3 separate regions of the Zea mays genome follow, and regions 2 and 3 are each linked to region 1. The links are chromatin contacts, called in public Hi-C maps. All regions are on one chromosome and are shown on one strand. Each heading gives the region's core, a stretch centred on a gene start, on an enhancer-like site or on the middle of the called end of the contact. The rest is flanking DNA. Distances are from core to core; before and after follow the strand shown.

Region 1 (3,120 bases), core at 398-2,897:
TTCAATCTCATGAATTTCTTTAAAATTCTTTGGAAACTTTATTTTTCGAATTACTATTTTTCTAAGTGGTTCCTATTTTCTTATGGGAAAATAGCTAATTTCTTTTGGAAAAATAGGAATCACTTGAAAAAATAGAGTTTCCAAATTAGTCTTTTATAAATTGCTTTCCTTCGTACAAGTTTTGAAGAAAAATAACGAGCGATCCAATCTCTATTCAAATTCCTGCATTGTATTCAAAAGATAGGTGATTTTTTTTTGCATTCTCAATTCCTATAAGATTATAATTCATATCGAGCTCTAATCATGTATTTTTTTTTCTTCTATTCATGTGTTTTTATATTCCTGTGTTCAAAGGGGGCCTTAGTTTTCTCAGCCAGCGTAAATGATCAGGCGGATGGCGGAAGAAGAAAAAAAAGTTATGGCTCTTGTACTTGTCGACCGTGAGCAGCATGCTGAAAGCGTTCGTAAAGATCTGGAAGGTGTGTATGTACACATGGAAATGGAACCGACGGCTTGCGGCAACAACCACGTTTAAAAAAATGAATAACTAGTAACAATAGAGCACTCTCCAAATACATAATTAATTATAGTGTACACGATGTTTACAAAAATGGCCCATCTCCATCTCCGTATGAATGAATACGAATATACGTATGCGTGGATTGTTGTTATTCATTGCCGTGGTCACGAAAGAATGAAGCGATATAATATGAGCAGAGGCTCGGCCTAGCTACTCTCCTTCCTAGCGGTGCAGTGGAAGCATCTCCTGATCCGATATTCCGATCCGATCCGATCCGTGGAGCTAGCGTGGGGAGGGAGGGGGGACGCCAGCCAAGCGGATCAGACGAGCTCCAGGCGCGCGGCGTAGTCGGCGTACCTGGCGCGGCGGATGTTGGCGCGGCGCTTCCGCCAGACGAAGGCGCCGAGGCCGAGGACGGCGGCGGCGGCCACGGCGCCGAGCGCCACGCCGGCCTTGCCGCCGCCGTTCATCTCTTCCCCGCGGGGGCGCGCGGCCGCGTCCGCGTCCACCACGCCCTGGTCGTTGGCGGTGGCGCTGGCGCTGGCGGCCTTGATCTGCTCGGCGGCGGGCGCCGGCGAGGGGGACTTGCTGTACGCTCGGCCGTCGGCTGCCGGTGCCGGCGAGGGGGAGTTGGTGTGCGCTTGGTCGTCGTCGGCGGCGGCGGCTGGTGCCGGTGCCGGCGAGGGGGGCTTGGTGTACGCTTGGTCGTCGTCGGCGGCGGCGGGCGCGTCTGAGGAGGGGGCTGCGACGGGCGCGGCCTTGCGCGGTGAGGGCGCGTCTGCGGCGGCGGAGGCGGAGGCGGTAGGTGGGTGTGAGATTGGCGAGTGCGCGGGCTGCGAGTCGGCGGCGGGTAGAGGCGCGGATGCGGGGGGCTCGGCTGTCTCCTCCTCGGACCGCGCCGTGGCGGCGAAGAGGACGAGGAGGAGGAGGAGGACTGTAAGGGCGCGGGGCAATGTCGGCGGCGCCATAGATGGAGAAGAAGGTAGCAGGCAGATCTCGGCGAGGCTGCTGGTGGTGCGCGTATGGTATGTATGGGTTTGGTGGGCTGGTGGGGCGTTTATTTATTTGCATTTGTATTTATATATACGAGCGGATGGATTGGAGACTTGGAGATGGGAAAGGTGTAGTCGGTCAGAGGAGAGGACGCCGTCTCACCAAGCAAATCATTGCGTCTCCGCGCCGGGGACGGTGAGACGCCGCTCTCTCCGCCGCGGGACCCGGGAACTACACAGCCCCTCCTCCCTCCTTGTTTGTTGCCGACTGGAGAAATTATCCGACCTCCTCATCTGGCAATGGGCCACAGTGGAAAATGCTGTCCAATTGGGCCCAACAGGCCCATACCAACAATTGCTGGTCCATCACAACTAGTATGTCAGACGGCAGTGGTGACCGATGTGCCAGGCTGAAGAAAGCAAGGACAGCGTTGTTGCCATTGATGATCCTGTTCTTCGTCCTGATCGGATTCTACTGACTGGGACATACTGTCAGCCGGACTCGCTGTCGCCGTTGTGTCCAGCTGGGCGTTTCTCGGTAGGATCAAGACCATGATTTACGTATTTGGTTTGGTTTGGCGACGCATGGAGTACCCAGTTAGGCAAGTGACGGACGGTTGGTACGGTGGTTGGATTTGGATCCGGTGCTCTCCTTCGATTATCTGCTGCGTGCAGGTGGATCATCTGTTTTTGTTTGTTGGGCTTGCTGCTTGTGGTGGCCTCTCACCTTTCGGTCGCCTCGAATGCATGCCTTGGAGTGAGTGGCAACCAAATGAAAGCCAGATCATGAATGCATGATGTGCCTGGAGAGTCTGGACTCTGGACGGACGCTTCTTCTCTCTGTCGTTGGCGTCTTCCCCTCCGATGCGCCATGCGTGTACGTCCACGCATGCTGCAGTTCTAGCTTCTTAAGCTAATTAAGACATGCTTGGCAGACAAGCGTCCGAGCTGCTACTGCTAGCTAGCTAGCACATCTATCTATCTATATATTTCGCATCGGTCGACCAAGGACGAAGAACGAAGAAACCAAGCAGCTACCACCATCAGTCCAGCAACAATGGCGGCGGCGGAACCGGTACCAGTACCAGTACCGGCGGCAGCTGCCGGGACCAACAATAAGATCAAGACGGTGGTGGTGCTGGTGCAGGAGAACCGCTCCTTCGACCACATGCTGGGGTGGATGAAGTCGCTGAACCCGGACATCGACGGCGTGACGGGGGCCGAGACCAACCACGTGGACGCCTCCGACCCGGCCTCCCACGCCGTCCGCTTCAGCGACGGCGCCGAGTACGTGGACCCGGACCCGGGCCACTCCATGCAGGCCATCTACGAGCAGGTCTACGGGACGCCCTTCGTCGACGCCGCCACGACGCCCGCCACCCCGCCGGGCGTCGCCCCCTCCATGTCCGGCTTCGCGCAGCAGGCCGAGAAGGAGAGGCCCGGCATGTCCGCCACCGTCATGAGCGGCTTCCGCCCCGACGCCGTGCCCGTGTACCGGGACCTGGTGCGGGAGTTCGCCGTGTGCGACCGCTGGTTCGCGTCCAACCCGGCGTCCACGCAGCCCAACCGGCTGTTCGTGCACTCCGCCACCTCCCACGGCCTCGTCAG
Region 2 (2,967 bases), core at 251-2,750, 140 kb before region 1:
CTCTCCCGGCAACCTCTGCCAACCGCACATCCCCATGTTTCCTGCATGCAGCAAGAAGAGCTCCCCAGGCTTTTGCTGTAACCTTTACTGGCATTGTTCGTAGAAGTTCATAAGCTTGGTGCAGCCGTCCTGCCCGGCCCAAGACGTCCACCAAGCACGAATAATGGTCTCCACAAGCTTCCACTCCATATCTCCTGGTCAACACATCGAAATACTGCAATGCGTCATCTGCATGACCAGAATGGGCACAGGCCGCCATCAAGCTAAGGAACATGATGCTGTCAGGCCGAACATCATCCTGGTCCTCCATGTGTTGGAAAAGCGACATTGCGACCTCCGCACGACCATGGAAAGCGTAGGCTGAAACCAGAGAGCTCCAAACAACCACGTCCCGATCATGAACCTGGTCAAAAACCCTCTGCGCGGCAGCAAGAGAACCGCAGCGCCCATATGCTTCGATGAGGGAGCTGCCAATGTGGGATCTCGCGCACATGCCATGCCGCACTGCAAAGCCGTGCACCTCCTTGATCGAAGTCAATGCGCCTATCACGGTGCATGCAGGGACGAGCGCCAGCAGCGTGATGAAACTCGGCGGGACGCCCACTCTTCGCATGTGTCGGTACACCTCGATGGCTCGGGCTGGGTGTTCCCTGGACTCGGCGACCGCGGCTATCACGGTGTTGAAGCAGGAGGCAGTCGGGGGGACGTCCATGTGGTCAAGCGCCCACGCCGCGGCGGCGAGGTCTCCCGCCCGGACGTGGACGGAGATCATGGCGCTCCAGACGACGGCGTTGCGGGCGGGCAATTCGTCGAACAGGCGGCGAGTGAGTTCGTAGGAGGCACCGCAGGCACCGCCGACGACGCGCGCTCCGTAGGACGCGACGAGCGCGGAGGCGAGAAAGGGGCTGGAGAGCAGGCCACACTTGGCGGCGAGCGCGTGGAAGGAGGCGGCGGCGCCGGGCACGCGGAGCGCGGTGGCGGACTTGAGCGCGAGCGGGAAGGCGTGGGCGAAGGAGGGGTCGGTGAGCGGCGGGAGGTCGGGGGCCGAGAGCATGCGGGAGAAGAGGCCGAGCGCGTCGCGGTGGCGGCCGGCGTTCACGTGGGTGGTCAGCAGCTTCGTCAGCGACGCCAGGCGCTGGTGGCGGGAGGGGAAGGGCATCGTTTTTTTGAGTTTGAGACGGTCTGTGAAGGCCGTCGAGAATGCCTTGCCTAGTGCCTACTACCGTACTACGTTTGGAGGATGACCTACACGATTCTTCTCTTCTTTTCGATTAAGTGTTACGATGGAAGGAAAATCAGGACTAAAAACCATAAAAGTAGACTTGTTTTCAATAAAGCAAATATCAAATTCAATCCAGTCAAATGCAAAATTTTCTCTAGAAGATGTATCTGTGACAGCGAATTCAATTTTCACCTATAATTTCCATATATCCTGTTACAGATTAGCTCTGTTTGGATGACTGGCCAGCCGCCAGGCAACGCATTCTGACCAGAGACATTCGGCTGCGCTGGAGACACAGCTGCTGCAGCTGTTCAGACTACTGACTAATGTTGTAATCTATAGAGATAAAATAATATAAAAGCAGCAGTCGTAGTCGGATTAAAACCACTACATAAGAGAAATCATGTAAAGTTACACATCCTCTCCAATATATGAATGTGCATGCGAAAGAGGCAACAGAGAATAAAAATTATTTTTTAAATTGATACTCCCTCCATTATTTTATATTTGTCGCGTTTTAGTTCAAAAATAAACTAAGAAACGATAAATATGTATTATTTAGGTGAGAGATGCATTTACATATACGTGATTTGTTTGAGAAACAAAATTCACAAGTGTACACGGTTCACTACCAAATAGCTAAATGCCTCTCGAAATGTGCGTTTTTTTTAAAGATAGCCTAGGCATGTAGCAACTAATTTTCTGGTTGGAGATAGCCTAGGCATAGCAAAACGAACGCCTGGCAGCTGCCTGCCAGCCAACCAACGGGCAACGCATCGTGGCCACATAGATAGATTTAAAATTATCAATGATAGTAATTTCTTTGTTCTAAATTATAAGTCGCTTTATGTTTTCTAGTCTAGATTTAGTCAGTGTACGCCTAATGCATAGCAATAACTATGTACTAATAAAACAGCTAACTGAAACATTTTATTTATATAACAGAAAAGGGATACGGTCACAACACTTGAAATGACGAACGCCGATTTTACGGTTAAAGAGCAGCTGATGAAGGAAAAATGGACAAAGACTGCTTCCAGGAGACCAGATCATCCGGATCGGTGAACACAGCAGAATCAGGAAGGAAAACGAACACCATCCAGGCGTCCACAATGTTAGGAGTCATTCCTTGCACCATTCTGCAATTACAGCGCTCCATCCAAATTCTCGCTGCCAAAGCACCAAATTTCCCCACTTCAAACAGTTTCCTAGACTAAATTCACCGATGCATGAAAGGGTAGCAGGTCAGATGTTAAACCGTCACATGAACAAGTTTCTGCAACAGGGGTTGGCCTGTTTGCCCATCACGATCCATTTTCCTCCGGGCCCTGCCAACAGGTGACAAACTTAGCCGCCTCCGATACTACTAATCTTTTTGTTATGCACAATAACTCTCATCTAGCCTGTATAAATACACAAGAACAATGGCTTGTACAGTTCCGCAATTTGCGCAGAGAATACAAACTGCCGCATCCCAGATCAGTCACAGCCTCGGCCCTCAGGTCACTGAAAGTAATTCATCATTGAGCCTGGGGATCTACACCAATAGCACCGAACCTTGCACCAGCACCAATCCCAGCATTGGGTGGCTGTGCCACCACAACATTGTCATCAGCAAATAGCGCCTTAATGAAGGACGGTGTCTTTAGGGGGCGACGCCCAGTCATACGTGGGTATACATCTTCCAGGAAGTAGTACACATGTCCAGCAATCATACCCTGAAACAATGTGACATCAGTTAAGAT
Region 3 (2,780 bases), core at 76-2,575, 200 kb before region 1:
ACTAAAACCTGGCATGCTCAGATGTATTGTAATGCATATTGAGCTGTTAATATTCTTGCAGGAGCTGAGGAGTAACAGCAGCGCTCCATCCATGGATGGTTTCAGCATAACAGAATTTCACAGCACCATACTGAAAGTAATTTGGGAATGGGATAGATGCGCAGTGACGCCAATAAGATATCCCATGTAATAAGTATGTTAAACGAGCTCTATAATAGTGGCCAACTTGAGAATACGCATTTTACCGTGCAACCAACTTGTCAAGAAATCCCCTTCTCTCATCAATCCATACACCACCACGCTGCTTATCTTCAGCTTCTTCGACAAGAAGCCTGCGCCGCTCTTTCTCCCTGCTATTCTCCCAGAAGTACAGCTTGTCCTGCATAGTACATAGGTTTCTTACTGAACAAGCGCAGCGAGGTACTGAGTCTATTGACAAGTGAGAAGAAGCGGGTGCGAAAGCTTACATGATAATCCTCCATTTCCATCTCGTACCGTTGAAGCCTACTAAGTAGGTTGTCTAATTCGGAAGCTACATTTTCCTGGTAACTATCATGCGTGAGCTTCCCTTGGCTCACTAGCTTCCTGTAGAGCGTAAGAGGACCTTCAGATAGAACACAAGAGTATGAGAGACCGAAATCGGAGGGAAGAGTTTTTTTTTTTTTGGGGAGGGAGGGGGGGGGGGGGGGGGGGGGGTTGACGTTGTGATGAATTTGAGCAATGTGAATTATCACGTTATCCTCTGCATGTTCAGTACAATAGATGGCTGCATCTTTTGCATGTTCGGTACAATAGATGGCTGCATGTTTTCCATGTTCAGTACCACAGACAGGTGGCAGGTTTATCATGTATTCAGAGGGGAGGTATCACGGAACGGATTCACAGGGCTGGTGAGCTTATATGTTAATTCTGATGAGCAACAGTGGCATGTCATATCTGATTGCAAGCGCACATGAAAAAAACGCAGCAGTGGCGGGAATTTGAGTTCCATGAAATGCAGCTGCGACTTGAACCCATACTAGTCTATAGCCCGGGCGTCCGGTCTCATATGAAAATTAGGGACCGATCAGCCGCGCGGGCAGGGAGGAGGATGACGAGGATGAGGTTACCTGCGGGTTCGCGGCCGTGCTCGGAGGAGGCGCCGCCGTGGAGGCCACGGAAGAGGCCCGCGGAGGCCAAGGCGCGCGTTGCCGCATCGCGGAGGGCGGCGGACGCGGGGGATCGGCGGGTGACACGGACATGCAGGCGGCTGAGGATCATCGGTCGGTCGAGCTTGGTGGCGGGGCAGAGAGTAGAGAGGAGTACGCGGCGTTGGTTTGTCGGGTCAGGGAGGGAAGGTGACGCGGCGTCCTTGCTGACCGCGAACGCGTGGGCCGAGAGGAAGTAGCTGGGCCCGTGGGCTCATTTGGTTGCCCATCAACAAGCACGATTATTTCCACACGAGCATGCAGTGCACCAGGTTTGTTTGGCATATGGAGTTGATGGTATTAAAAAAATTATGAAAGATTTTGACTTGTTTAGAATTTAAACTCACTCAATCTCATCTATTACACATAGATTGAGAACAAAACGAATAAGTCCTAACACTGTCTAAATCTTGTATATAGTATATATCACAAGTGGAATGTTTGCACACTTTGTATTGTATTACCAAAAGCATATGATATACACACACAGTCGGTCACCGTAACAGCTAACTGCGTCATGCAGGTGTTTATACAGATACTGACGGACGGCTCATGCATGATCTGGTCTCCGACGGAACTCCAGCCGTCTTCTCTGCAGCTTGGGGCAAACACAAAGACGTCTCGTGAGGGCAGGGCCTCGCGAAGAACCTGGGGACCTTGTCCCCAGGCATGATAACGGGCAAACCACACGCTCTGTCCAGCTGCAAACAGAAACAGTGACACAGCCTTTCAAGTGTCCGTTCAGCAAGATAGACATGTTGAGGTGAGCGAGTGTGTGTGTGTGTGCGCGCGCGCATCGGACGGGAGTTTAATTTACCTTGTGATCACAGGTCGTCTTGCTCGGCGAGGACGCGACGGAGGTGCCCTCCTGGAACATGCCTGGATGCCGAGACCGGAGGAGGGAGCGGAGCTTGTCCCAGTGGTAGCAGCACGAGAACATGCCACTCAGGGCAAAGATCACGAGGAGCAAGAGGGCCGTCCCCAAGGGAAACCCCAGGGTCGGCCTTGAGGAATGCTCAATGGGCAACGCCATGGACGGACGGCCATTCGCATCACCTGCCTTCTGCTTATATCTGCTGCTGGCACTGGCAGTGCTTGCTTGACGCAGCTCATCTCACTGCCTGTCCTGTCCAAGAGAAAATAATCAAATGGACTTTCTAAAGGTGGCAAGAAAGCTACCCCATTCACTCCTTCTGGATACAAGTTTCAGGTATGTCCCCAAAGGATATATGCTTATTAGGTACCAGAGAAAACGATGGACTCTATAACAATGTACCAAAAGAGTTGTAGCAAGGATGGGAAAGGATAGCAGGCTTAGGGGTGTTCAGTTCCCACATCCTAAACTTTAGGTGCCATTTGGTTCACGAAATTTAACCTAAATGACAATGGTAATGATTCACGTCCGATTAACAGCGGTAACAAGTTTGAATATGACGGTACTAGTTTCTAGTGTGTTATCTAATTACAGTTGAACTTAAACAAACATAGTTTAACGTTATCGGTTACATTACAAATATGTGGAACAAACAACACCTTAGTGACTAAAATTTAGTCACTTTTAATTCCTAAAATACCAAACGGGATAACTAAAAT

What was found. A called contact is a pair of places that touch in the nucleus more often than the background predicts.
Region 2: a contact with region 1 is called in a Hi-C map of ear, with 5 times the contacts expected there. The contact joins the promoter of LOC103644328 here to the promoter of LOC103644330 in region 1. A contact is called at or near these places in 12 of 25 Hi-C or Micro-C datasets (bundle sheath, ear, leaf and 4 more) and 2 of 3 datasets of contacts at active chromatin or transcription factors (leaf and seedling).
Region 3: a contact with region 1 is called in a Hi-C map of leaf, with 2.6 times the contacts expected there. The contact joins the promoter of LOC100285563 here to the promoter of LOC103644330 in region 1. A contact is called at or near these places in 7 of 25 Hi-C or Micro-C datasets (bundle sheath, ear, leaf and 2 more).

The regions. Positions count from the first base shown.
Region 1 is chr1:305,959,175-305,962,294 of Zm-B73-REFERENCE-NAM-5.0, forward strand. LOC103644330 (non-specific phospholipase C2) reads left to right here and starts at 1,648. Exons shown (of 2, transcript XM_008667541.3): 1 at 1,648-3,120. The coding sequence starts at 2,570. LOC100281132 reads right to left here and starts at 1,556. Exons shown (of 1, transcript NM_001154051.2): 1 at 545-1,556. The coding sequence starts at 1,488. The coding sequence ends at 841.
Region 2 is chr1:305,820,802-305,823,768 of Zm-B73-REFERENCE-NAM-5.0, forward strand. It overlaps LOC103644328 (putative pentatricopeptide repeat-containing protein), which reads right to left and starts at 1,501. Exons shown (of 2, transcript XM_008667536.4): 1 at 1-1,501. The coding sequence starts at 1,159. LOC606472 (derlin 4) reads right to left here. Exons shown (of 6, transcript NM_001112329.2): 6 at 2,309-2,940. The coding sequence ends at 2,743.
Region 3 is chr1:305,761,684-305,764,463 of Zm-B73-REFERENCE-NAM-5.0, forward strand. It overlaps LOC100285563 (ATPase), which reads right to left and starts at 1,326. Exons shown (of 14, transcript NM_001158454.2): 1 at 1,110-1,326; 2 at 468-604; 3 at 246-379. The coding sequence starts at 1,260. LOC100275095 (hydroxyproline-rich glycoprotein family protein) reads right to left here and starts at 2,442. Exons shown (of 2, transcript NM_001149278.1): 1 at 2,005-2,442; 2 at 1,517-1,888. The coding sequence starts at 2,220. The coding sequence ends at 1,715.